Linked DNA regions of Mus musculus: regions 1 and 2 are each linked to region 3. The links are chromatin contacts, called in public promoter capture Hi-C maps. All regions are on one chromosome and are shown on one strand. Each heading gives the region's core, a stretch centred on a gene start, on an enhancer-like site or on the middle of the called end of the contact. The rest is flanking DNA. Distances are from core to core; before and after follow the strand shown. Region 1 holds the start of Rhbg (Rhesus blood group-associated B glycoprotein). Region 2 holds the start of Smg5 (Smg-5 homolog, nonsense mediated mRNA decay factor (C. elegans)). Region 3 holds the start of Atp8b2 (ATPase, class I, type 8B, member 2).

Region 1 (3,762 bases), core at 161-2,660, 1.7 Mb before region 3:
CCACAACTAGGAATGAACTGTGGAGACGGAGGTGCTGTGGTTGTTTGGGGGGTCTGGTGCTTCCTGGCACAGTTCAAAGTCTCCCTTAGCCCTTTATGTCCCCATTGCTGGGAAAGGGCAGGGTGAGGTGGGGACAGCCTGTCAACAGCTCAGCGGCAGAAAGTGGGTTTAATAGCCTTGTTGCTTTTTGCATGCCCTTCAAACAGACATTTTCCCTCACTCCTTTTTGGTGTTTGTTTGTTTGTTTGTTTGTTCGTTTGAGACAGAGTTTTGTTAGCTCAATCTGGTCTCAGATTCACAGTGTGGCTGAGGCTGGTTTTGAACTCCAGATCATCCCTCCTCCACTACTGGAGCACTGAGATTACAGGCACAAACCATCACCCCCAGCTTCTTCCTGGCACTTGGATGAGGAACTGGAACTAGAGAAGGTTGACTTGGGCATTAGAGGGAGGGGCAGTGTGCTTGGTCCCAGATGTCCAGTGCCTCAGTTACAACCTCGAAGGAAATGCTCTGTCTCCATGAGGGGGTTAACTCCCTGTCCAGAACCTTGTCAGGAGGCAAATGGTCAGTGGTCAAGTTTATGATGTGTAAGCGCTATTCTAGCTGTGCGATCCTTGGTGGGTGATAATGGGCACCCCGCAGCCACCTTAAACTGTGAGATGAGATAATAGTGCAGCACCGAGCACAGCCCTAGCCCGCCTCACACTGGCCTTGAAACTGGCAAATGGGTCCAGGGTCCTCTCACTCTCAAACCTGGAGTGTTTGTGCTGAAACCAATCTTCGACGCCTGAACATGTGGGAATTTCACACCTAGTTCTCCCTCGTCTCCTCTGGCACCCTACCTGGCAGTCCCACCAAGATTCTCTTTCCTGTGGTCAAGCTGGACTCCTAGACAAAGTCAAATTAGCCCCAACGGAAGGTGAGACAGTAGCTAACACTGGGGCCACTTACAACTGGATTGAAGCCCCAGCTCCCCTTACTGTCTGACCCTGACTCTGACTGAGCCTTACCTCTCCTCAGCCTGAGATAGAGCATGTGCCATCCCCAGCAGTGCCTGGAACAAGAGGGACACTAGAGAAAGGGGACTATTTTAAAGCCCCGGCAGTCATCTTGGTGGCAGGAGTACCCATCAACGCCCTTCCCTACACACCCGGGACTTAGAGGCTTTGCTTCCCACGCCCTCGCCCGCACTCACTTGGGTAGCGAAAGTAAAACTCGTTGTCCACGTTACTGTGGTTGCCCCAGTGCCACAGGGCAGCGTCGGTTTCGTGGTTGTACCGGACAAAGATAGCAAAGAGGAGGGCAGTGGCGCCTTGGAAGAGCAGGCACAGCAGCGGCAGGACCAGGCGCCGGTGGCGGGGAACGCGGGCCATGAACGCGGCTGTGTTCTCCCGGTCTCCGGCAGGGCAGTGCCGGCCAAGCTGACTCCTGCCACCGCAAAGGTGAGGCCCCGCCCCCCGGAGGCCGTGCTGCTCCTTGGGGAGCCCCACCCCTCAGCTCGAGGTTGGCAGGGATTAGCCCCGCAGGTCAGGTCCTGTTTCCCATGGCCCCGCTGAGGCACCGGTGATGTGTGAGCTTCCCCAACTGTGCCCCAGCTGCCAGAGGGTGGAGAGAGGGGGAAAGGTACTCGCCCCTTTAAACCTGGTGTGAGAGATTGGCATCCAAGAAGCTAGTATCCTTTAAAGGTCCTACCTGGTTTCCCTCGGTTAATAGGAAGGAATCGGATTAATGCTGAGATCTTCCGTTGCCTGGCTGTAGAGATAAACCAGATGGCCCCTCTCAGAAGCAGTTGCCTCTACCACTCTACCACCTTTGTTGTTGTTGTTGTTGTTGTTAAAGATGTATTTAGTTATTTTATGAGTACACTGCCATTCTTTTTAGACACACCAGAAGAGATCATCAGATCCCATTACAGATGGTTGTGAGCCATCAAGTGGTTGCTGGGAATTGAACTCAGGACCTCTGGAAGAGCAGTGGGTGCTCTTAACTGCTGAGCCATCTCTCGGGCCCCAGCCTCTACCACCTTAAGTTGAGCTGAGATTACAGCTCCAACAGCCATGGTCCCTGAAGGACTCTAGCCGGTAGGGACACTGGTACTCTTGGTTCTGAAACCTGCAGTCCACAGGTGCAGGGACAGTAGGATAGCTTGCTAACCCTCTGCTCATTGTCCAGTTCTTCCACTGTCTCAGCAGGGACCTGAGCCTCTGCCCCTGCCTTTTTTGTGGACTTGGGAGGACACCTGGATTCTAGCTGTCTGGTTTCCTGTGCCAAGGGTCCAGCCAGGCACATGAAAGACCAGAGATCAGCCTCTGGTGACACAGCTCCCAGCTGGTCCATGTGGGCCCTGTCCAGAGACTCTCCATCACTCTTCAGTCAGCAGGAAGGTTAAGCATAAAGACTCAGCATCTATGGGTCACCCCCTGCGGGGGCCATCTCCTGTCCCAGGTGTGACTCCTGAGCCCTGCTTGGTGTCAGTAGTTGCTTGGGTGGTTCCAGCAGGTCTGGGAGGAAGAGCCTTCTATACCCCCAGAACTAGAGAAAGGGGAAGAGAGAGCTGTGGTCTGATTTTAACCTCCTCTTAACTCCATACCTCCCTTCATCTACAACTCCTCCAGGGCCTGACTTCCCCCTTTTCTCTTCTTCATTCATTCACTCAATAAATACTCATGTAGTGTCTACCCTGGGCTAGGTCCTAGGGTTGGAACCAGATAGTCTAGTACAAGGATATAACGGGCTTAGGCCCTGAAGGTCCCAGCCTAGCAGATGTTAGCTCTTCAATCGCTGAGTCAGGGGAGGGCTTCAGAAGTTCCTTTGGAAAGACAGAAGAACTGGGCCAACATATGGTCAGCATATGGGACGTTCACTCCCTTGTAAGGCGTGACCTTGAAGTGTTAACACTGTGTGACAGACACCAGCCGGTATTCTTTCTGGTCCAATACAGCAAGACCCTGAAAAGCTTTGCTAAGGCTCCCCCGCCTGTCTGCTTCCTGAGAAGACTCTCTAACCCACCATCCATCAAGCATTAGTCCTGGCTCTGTTGATCACTTGCTGAGATCTGGCCCTTGGTTCCCCCTCCTAGGATCCTGTGAAGTGATGGGCTTCGTGTCTCACTCCTTTCTCAACTGCAGGCCTCTGAGGGACGTCTGTATCACCAGTCTCCGTCTGTCTAGTCTTGAGATCTGCCCAATCTTTGACTTTCCATCTCTGGTGTCCAGTCATGACTGGCCAAGCATTTAAAGCCAGGGGGAGTTGGTGTCTCCTGCTTGCCATGGCCCGGCCTGTGCAGGTTGTCCCTGGAGAATTGAGTGTCTGAGGTTACTGAGTAACTCAGGGTTGCTCCAGGATGCTCTCTGCCAAGGCCACCCACTTCCTCTCCCTGCTGCCTTGGTTCGGGTTCTAGGAGCTGTTGTCGCTGTTAGTCTCACCGACCATCTCTGGTGTGCTTAGGGGGCAAACACAAGAGCCAGCAAAGCTACAGTCATACAGACACCCCGCCATCCTTCCTTCCTTCCCCTCTCCCTCCTTCTCTTCCTTCCTTCCTTCTTCATATCTATACTGTGTGACCTCAGGCAGATTATTGAGTGCCCTTTGAGCCCCAGTTTCCTTGTCTGTGAGTGAGAATAATAACATCTCCCACAAGGACTCCAGATAATTCCTATAGATGGCTGGCACTGTGGCAAGCACTCCACAGATGTGGTGATTAATTTCATCTGATTGGCTAAGCAAGGTCAGTAAATGGGTCACAGCTTCAACACTCTGAGG
Region 2 (3,862 bases), core at 491-2,990, 1.6 Mb before region 3:
AGGCGCAGGCCCTGCCCTACAGAATCTGCCTACTGGAAGGACTCTACAGGAGGACGTCATCCTTTTTGAAAGTAAGGGTGCAGCTGGGCACAGAGGTGTGGACTTAATGTATTCTGGGATCTGTAAGAGCTTCCAGCTCAGGGAAGCATCAGGGTATAAAAGTGGGTTTGTGTATCAAAGGGTGCTCAGAGTAAATTGGCTAAAAGATGACACTGCAAGTTTGTTCATCCAGTAAATGTTTATTGGGTATCTATTATTAATGAGGCGCTATTTCTGTGGTGGTACAAGCCTTTAATCCCAGCACATGAGGCAGAGGCAGGCAGATTTCTGAGTCTGAAGCCAGGCTGGTCCAGCAGCCAGAGTTATGTAGAGACTCTCTCTCTCTCTCTCTCTCTCTCTCTCACACACACACACACACACACACACACACACACACTCCAACAAACAAAAAAAGTGCTAGTCTAGGCACATGTACAGAAAAGAACAAAGTGACAAGGTTTCTAGCTGTTCAGGTAACCAACATTAAAGTTCACACCAAATCAGTAGTAGAATTTCAGTAGTGAGAGCCTCTTTAGGGTGACTGAAGCTGAAACCCAGTGGAAGTTCCCTGTAGAGGAACAGCGCAGCCAACAGATGGAAAAAGACTTGAGGCAGTTTGAGGAATAGAAAGGAGACTTGGTGGCTGGAGCCAGGAGCATAGTGGTATATACATTGCCATTATAATGTGGAGAGAGAGAGAGAGAGAGAACCCCAAAGATCCGCCTTATAGTTAGGAAAACAATAGGGCTGACAAGATGGCTCACCAAGCCTGACTACCTGAGTCTGATTCCCCAGAGAACCACACTTTTAAAAGAAAACTGACTCTCCCAAGTTCTCTGGCCACGTGTATGTTGTATGCATGCACCCACAAAATATAAATAAATAACTCTCTCGGGAAGAATTCCTTTAAAAAACAAGCAACTTCAGGAGCCACCCCTCAGGCGCGCTGGGATTTTGGCAGCTGACTTGACCTTGTGCATGCCGATCTCCACAACCTCCGGATCTTAAAATCTTTTCGCTGCCCCTCTTCTGCAACGATGTCTGATTCAATGATAGCTGGCCCATTCGTTTTATTATTTTATGCACTTTGGCGTTTTGCCTCTAAACATGTCTGTATGAGGGTTTCGGACCCCCTGGAGCTGGAGTTTCAGATGGTTGTGAGCTGCCATGTGGGTAGTCACTTCTCCAGCACCTAGCTGTCCCATGGCGAGCTTTGCACTCTACGGTCTCTTTTCTTTTCCCCTGGAAACTTAATTTTTTTAAATTCATTTTATTTTGGGGGCTAGGGAGCGTGACACGGAGCTCGCGTGTGAAGTTCAGGCCAACCTGCTGGAGTCAATTCACCTTATACCATGCGGGCTCCAGGGGTCGGGCTCAGGTTGGCCGCAAGCGCCTTTAGCCGCTGAGTCATCTCGCCAGCGCGCTCTTTTTAAACTTGAGACAGGGTCTCTGCACGTAGCAGGGTGGGAACTCGCTGCAGGTTGCCTCGGCTGCCGACGAGCTAGGCGGATGAGCCTGCGCTAGAACGCTCAGTTTCTCTACATCTGTGGCAATAAAGTGTCCCCCGAGGACTTAAGCCCAGCAGAAGCCATGCCACCCACAACCAGCTCGGTTGACTTCCCGGAGAGAGAAGGCAATTTTTCGCGAGACTTGGTGGGTTGGTCGCCGGTCCGCGGCTTGGCGGCAGCTATCGCGAGATTTGATAGGTGGAGGAGGAGCCATCTCAGGCAGCCGCCTCACAGCGATGGCGGCCGAGCAGGGCCGGCGGCAGTGGCGGCTGCGGGTACAGCTGGAGACGGCAGTGGAGGCGCCAGTGGTGGGTGGCGGGGGCCTGTGACCAGGAGGTGCCCTCGGGCCCAGGCACCATGAGCCAAGGCCCTCCTCCAGGGGAGAGCAGCGAACCCGAGGCAAAGGTCCTCCACACCAAGCGGCTTTACCGGTGAGAGGGCCAGGGTGTGTGTGTGCAGCCGCGGCGGGGAAGCGGGGCCGGCGAGGGGCGGGGCCTGCGGCTGGCGGGCGGGCCGGGCGAGGGCGGGGGTGCAGCGGGGTGCGGGCGGGCGTCCCGGGAGGAGCTGAGAAGCAGTGGGTGGGTGGGTGGGTGGGAGGTTTGAAGCGAGTGCAGGAACCCCTGCCGCGGTGAGCCTAGCGTGACGCGGGGCTTTGCGGAGTTGGAGAGAGCCGGTGGGAATTGGGGGCAGCTGAGGATGGGGGTCACGGGTGGAGAAGACCCGAAAGGGACTGGTGCTCAGAACCCTACCGGGCACCTGTGGTTTACTGGAAACAGCCATTGACTGACGTCCTCCAAACCAGGTTCATGTCCTTCATTTGCCCCTCTCGCTATGTGACCTTGGGCCTCAGTTTCTTCCTTAAAAGGAAGGATTTGAGCCGGGCGTGGTGGCGCACGCCTTTAATCCCAGCACTCAAGAGGCAGAGGCAGGTGGATCTCTGAGTTCTGGGCCAGCCTGGTCTACAGAGTGAGTTCCAGGACAGCCAGGGCTACACAGAGAAACCCTGTCTCGAAAAACAAACAAACAAAAAACAGAATTTGATTGATGGCTCATCCCTGGCTGCTCTTCCCGAGGTTCCTGGTTCGATTCCCAGCACCCATATAGCAGCTCATTAACTGTAACTATGGGATCTGACACTCGCACAGACATACGTGTAGGCAAAACACCAGTGCACAAAAATTAAAGGTAAATCTTTTAAGAAAGAAATTTCAAATTTTATATACATATATAGGTTTGATTTGAATACACTATGAAATCCATTATGGCTTACATTTTGTGGACTCTTGAGTTGGAATAAAGACTAGAAAGGCTAATTATTTTGTTGACTAGGAAGGAGGACTTTGGGTTCATCGGTGCAGGCACCCTGTGACTCAGTTCTTCCTTAGGATCTCATGTCCACAGAGTGTAGGTAAAACGTAGATCGCAGAGCTGAGTCATGGGAAGATGAAGAGTGGAGACCACGCTGACTGTTCTGCCTTCTAGTAGGAGGTGGAGCTCCAGCTTCCGTCTTACCTCAGGCCCTGCTGAATGGAGGCTGCCATGAGAAAACCCAGAGCTGCTTGATTCATGTGCTCTGCCTCTTCTGGCCTTGTAAGCTAGGAGGCGAAAGGGAATGTAGGCCTGTTTGGAAATAGGAAGTTGATGCCACGGCTTCCATCCCACCAAGGGGCCCCAAGCAGTGATCCCCAGGCCGAGGAGTTCTCCAGAAATGGCTTGTGTAACCAGTCATGCCTCGAAGTGCTGAGCAGCCTGTCAGACACAGCGTGGGCAGTGTCTTCGATATTCCTTGCTTGTCTCCAGCCTGGGGAATGGCTCTGGACAATCTTCTGACTGTGTCAGGCCAGCTTTCTCAATTTCTCACACCTTCCTTTCTCAGGACTGACAGGTTGAGCTGGTGTGTGACAGGTTGCTTGCAGTATGTGACTTGTATGTATGTATGTGGGTATGTGTGTGTGTGTGTGGGGGGGGGGTTATCTGTGACTGTGTTGGTTTTGAGCAGGGTAAACAACTGAGGCAGCCAGTTTTGTTATGTTTGTGTTTGGTGTGTGTACATGCATGTGTGTGTGTGTGTGTGTGTGTGTGTGTGTGTAAGGCACTGGTGATGACATTCTGACTTTTGATAAATGTGTTAGTCTGTGGAGCTGTCATTGAGTTTCAGAAAATTGGAAAAACTCCTGAAGCTAGCAATCTACAAATAGAGCATTTTGATTTCTTTTAAGGCTATCCAAAGAAAAAGAAGGAAGAAAGGGGTTGCTGGGGAATCTATAAACACCACTGAATTTATTAGGTTTATTAACTCTGTACTTATTTTAGAA
Region 3 (3,496 bases), core at 439-2,938:
AGGGTTCTCATCAGACACATGGCCACCACTTCCTGCAGACAGTCCTCAAACCATTTCCTCTCAATCTTGTCCAGCCACCCTCTGGGGCCATCAGAGAGGTCTTCCCAGTCCTGCTAAGGGGTCACCATTCTCTCTCACCCCGAGTCTACTCCAGTCAGAATGACACTAAGAACAGGCTCAAGAGAGCCTCTGCTTCCTCCCACCCTCTCATGTACTTTCTCCTAAAAAGGTGTAAGTCCAGGCCACAGGAAACTCCTCTTCCTTCAGATGGAAAGCCTTGCCCCTCCTTAGTTCCCTTGCCTCTAGCCTGTCAGTCCCAAGAGATACTAATTGCCTGTCTGCCCAATCTCTGTAATTACTGACTGTGGTCCTAGCCCAGCCATCCTCTCCCGCTCTCCCTTCACTAATGTGCACTCCCTCCTTGACCTCAGAGCAGACAGTCCTGAGGGGCACTAAGTCCTTTTCACTCCTGACTCTCCACAACTGTGGCAAGCAACAGTGGCTGCCCCCTTGGCTCTGGAAGAAAAACCTCATGAACAATTTGGCGATGCCAAACCCTCTTCCAGGGCCCCAGCCAGGGTCTCCACCCAATCTAGAGCATGAGTCACGGGGAGGGTGGAGTGTGGAACCAGACGCTAAAGGAGAGGATGCAGGGTGGGCATTGCTGGCTCCTACCCAGCCCCACTCGAGTGGGAGGCTATCAAGCATCGTTAGCCCTAACATCTGGGTCTTCCTTCTTGGAAAGAGTTAACAGTGGAGCAAGCTGACCATCAAGCGTCAAGTCTGGATACAGATCAGGAAAGTACTTTTACCTCTAGGACCCTGGGGAGACTGAGAACAACTTTGGCCCCAATCCTCGAGAGGGGTGCAGTAACAAGGTCCCCCTCTCAGGATATCCTGGTTTTCTAAACCGACTAGGCCCACCAGCCACGTCGCCTTGCCCCGTCACCCTACCCCAGCCCCCTCTGCAGCCACATCTGGGATAAAAATAGCCAGCCATGGGAAAGAGGCAGCGCTCCACGAAGGAAAAAAGACTCCTCCTCTGGGTCTGGCCTCCGCTCCTTTCCAACCAAGAGCCTTTTCAGGGGAAGCTAGCAGATAGACGAGACAGGAGAAAACAATAATACCGGAGGCCACCTTCCTTCCCTCTCCAAGGACAGTATCCAGGACCCACCACACAGCTCTGAGCTCCCAAAGCTAACATCCCTGGCACCCTTGGTTTTCCTGGGGCACAGAGAGACCTCCACCTTCCCGGGACAAATCCTATCAGCCCCAAACTCCCTCTCTAGGCACCTAAAGGCTGGCACCAGGTTACTCCTCACACCCCAGCTCCGCACGCCCCTTCGGGGCCCCATTTTCCCAGCTTGCGCACAGCTACCGGTTCTCTCCATCCTGGTAGCCCTTCTCTCCAGCCTCCCACAGCCGCTCCCCGTGGCACCGCTGCCCGCGCCTCCCAGAGCCGACCCTCCCGGTCCACACCCCCGGCCCCACGGTGGCAGCGCCTTACCTTAGCGCTCCGCGCGCGGCGCTCGGCCCGGCGGCCCCGTCCGGCCCATGCCGGGGGCTGGGGCGGGGGCGCTCGGCTCCGCTGCCCGCAGGCTCCCGCCCCCCCACAGCAGCCCGGCTCTCCTGACCCCCCCGGGGCCCCGGCCCGCTACTTTGTGTCAGTTTCGGCCGCGGGGCGGAAGTGACGGCTGCGGCCACGGGCGGGGGGCGGGAGGGGCTTTGGGGAGGTGAGGGGCGCGGCGTGCGCCATCTTGGTGCGTAGGGAAGGGGGGGGTCCCAAGCTCCAGCCGGGACACGCACACAATCGGCGAGGCTGGAGGACGCTGGGATGCTGCTGCTTTATTTTGGAAGCCAGAAACCGAGCGAATGCTGCTTTCTCTGCCAGAAACCATCTTCGGGGAGGAGCCTGATGCGGGAGTAGTGATGAAGAAGCCCCGTAGCACACTTCTCTCTAGCCCAAGTCTCTGCTGTGCTTCCCTCCTCGCCCTGGCTCATCTCAAGGCCTTTCACTTCCTGAAAAGGCACAGCTATGCATTGACTGGGAGTTGTGCCTCAGTTTCTCCACTTGGTTCTCCTGACGATAAGTAGTTGACTTTGCCCCTTACCACATTCCCTTGGGTGGTATATTACGCGCGCGGACACACACACCTCGAAGAACTATCTGAGGTCGTTGGCGCTCCTGTCAGGCCAAAGGTAGGAAACGTAGAGATTTCCCGAGCTGGCAGCCAGAAGACAGGAAGATAGCTCCGAGGCAGAGCCCTTGCCTAGGCCCTAAATCAAATCCCTAATGCCACAAAGTACGAGTGGTTTTGTTGTGTTGTTGTTGTTGTTTTGAGTCAGTGGGAGGGGATGTCTCACTATGTAGCTCTGAAAGGCCTGAAATTCTCAGAGACCCTAGGCGTGCTCCATCACTTCCGAGTCAAACTTAAACTGGGTTTTGTTTGTTAAAAAGATTCACTCTTAAACCGGGCGTGGTGGCGCATGCCTTTGGTCCCAGCGTGCGCCTTCGATCCCAGCACTCCGAGGCAGAGGCAGGCGGATTTCTGAATTGGAGGCCAGCCTGGTCTACAAAAAGTTCCAGGACAGCCAGAGCTATACAGAGAAACCCTGTCTCGAAAAACCATTAAAAAAAAAAAAGATTCACTCTTGTTAGGTGTGTTGAGTAACACGCTGAAGTCAAAGCCGTTATGGTCTGCATAGAAGATTTCAGTACTCCATAGGGAGACCTCGTCTTAAGACGAAAAAGTGAAGAAGGGAGAGTAGAGGAAACCAAGCTTCTCTCGAGAAGCTCCCAGGCCCTACCCCTCAAAGGATCCTAGGATCCCTCCACCCACCCGATTCTAGAAACCTTCCCAAAGCCAGCGTGCACACCCTCTGGCGGCTCCTTTAAGGAACTGCGTGCCTGGAAGCTCCCAGGGTAGAAGACCAGTCTGGAGTCCTTCAGGAGTGGTAAACAGAAGTGTCCTAGTCTGGCATAGTAATACAAAGAATATCTGTCTTGCGTGCTGGCCAGCTCATGGTGCTCTTGCAGAGTGGGATAAGATTGGTCCTTGTCACAGCTTACACTCCAGCTGAGCTAGAGTAACCAAGTCTGAAGCCTTGAGTTGAGATGCCATCACCTTTGGAAATGGTTCTAAATCCTCAGGATGGTGCAGAGCCACCAGGAGCTGGTATTCGGCTGTGCCCAGGGTGGCCCCCACCATAGGAGCCACTGGAGGCACCCACCACCAGCCATTACCAGCGCTGTAATGGAAAGACAAAGGGAGGGGTCAGAGGTGGCTCTTAGACACACCTCTTCCCATAAGCCAGGACTAGTAAGGCAGGCCCTCACACTATTCCTGTCATGACATCCAACAGTGAGCATGGGTTCACATTCATGAATGGGAAGCACTTAGGAAGCAACCCCCAGCAGAACTTAGTCCAACCTCTAGTCTTGCAGAATAAACTGAATAGACTTTTTTACGGATGGAGTCACTAAAGCCCAAAGTAG

Evidence for each region. Promoter capture Hi-C pulls out the DNA fragments that hold promoters and counts their contacts.
Region 1: a contact with region 3 is called in a promoter capture Hi-C map of liver, with 7 times the contacts expected there. The contact joins the promoter of Rhbg here to the promoter of Atp8b2 in region 3. A contact is called at or near these places in 4 of 39 promoter capture datasets (hippocampal neurons, liver and pre-B cells) and 1 of 9 other capture datasets (adipose tissue).
Region 2: a contact with region 3 is called in a promoter capture Hi-C map of liver, with 2.5 times the contacts expected there. The contact joins the promoter of Smg5 here to the promoter of Atp8b2 in region 3. A contact is called at or near these places in 6 of 39 promoter capture datasets (the C10 cell line, cranial neural crest, hippocampal neurons and 2 more), 2 of 115 datasets of contacts at active chromatin or transcription factors (astrocytes and forebrain) and 2 of 9 other capture datasets (liver and pancreatic islet).

The regions. Positions count from the first base shown.
Region 1 is chr3:88,253,274-88,257,035 of GRCm38.p6, forward strand. Rhbg (Rhesus blood group-associated B glycoprotein) reads right to left here and starts at 1,411. Exons shown (of 10, transcript NM_021375.3): 1 at 1,196-1,411. The coding sequence starts at 1,373.
Region 2 is chr3:88,334,520-88,338,381 of GRCm38.p6, forward strand. It overlaps Smg5 (Smg-5 homolog, nonsense mediated mRNA decay factor (C. elegans)), which reads left to right and starts at 1,741. Exons shown (of 22, transcript NM_178246.3): 1 at 1,741-1,978. The coding sequence starts at 1,905.
Region 3 is chr3:89,961,650-89,965,145 of GRCm38.p6, forward strand. Atp8b2 (ATPase, class I, type 8B, member 2) reads right to left here and starts at 1,689. Exons shown (of 28, transcript NM_001081182.3): 1 at 1,508-1,689. It also overlaps the pseudogene Aqp10-ps.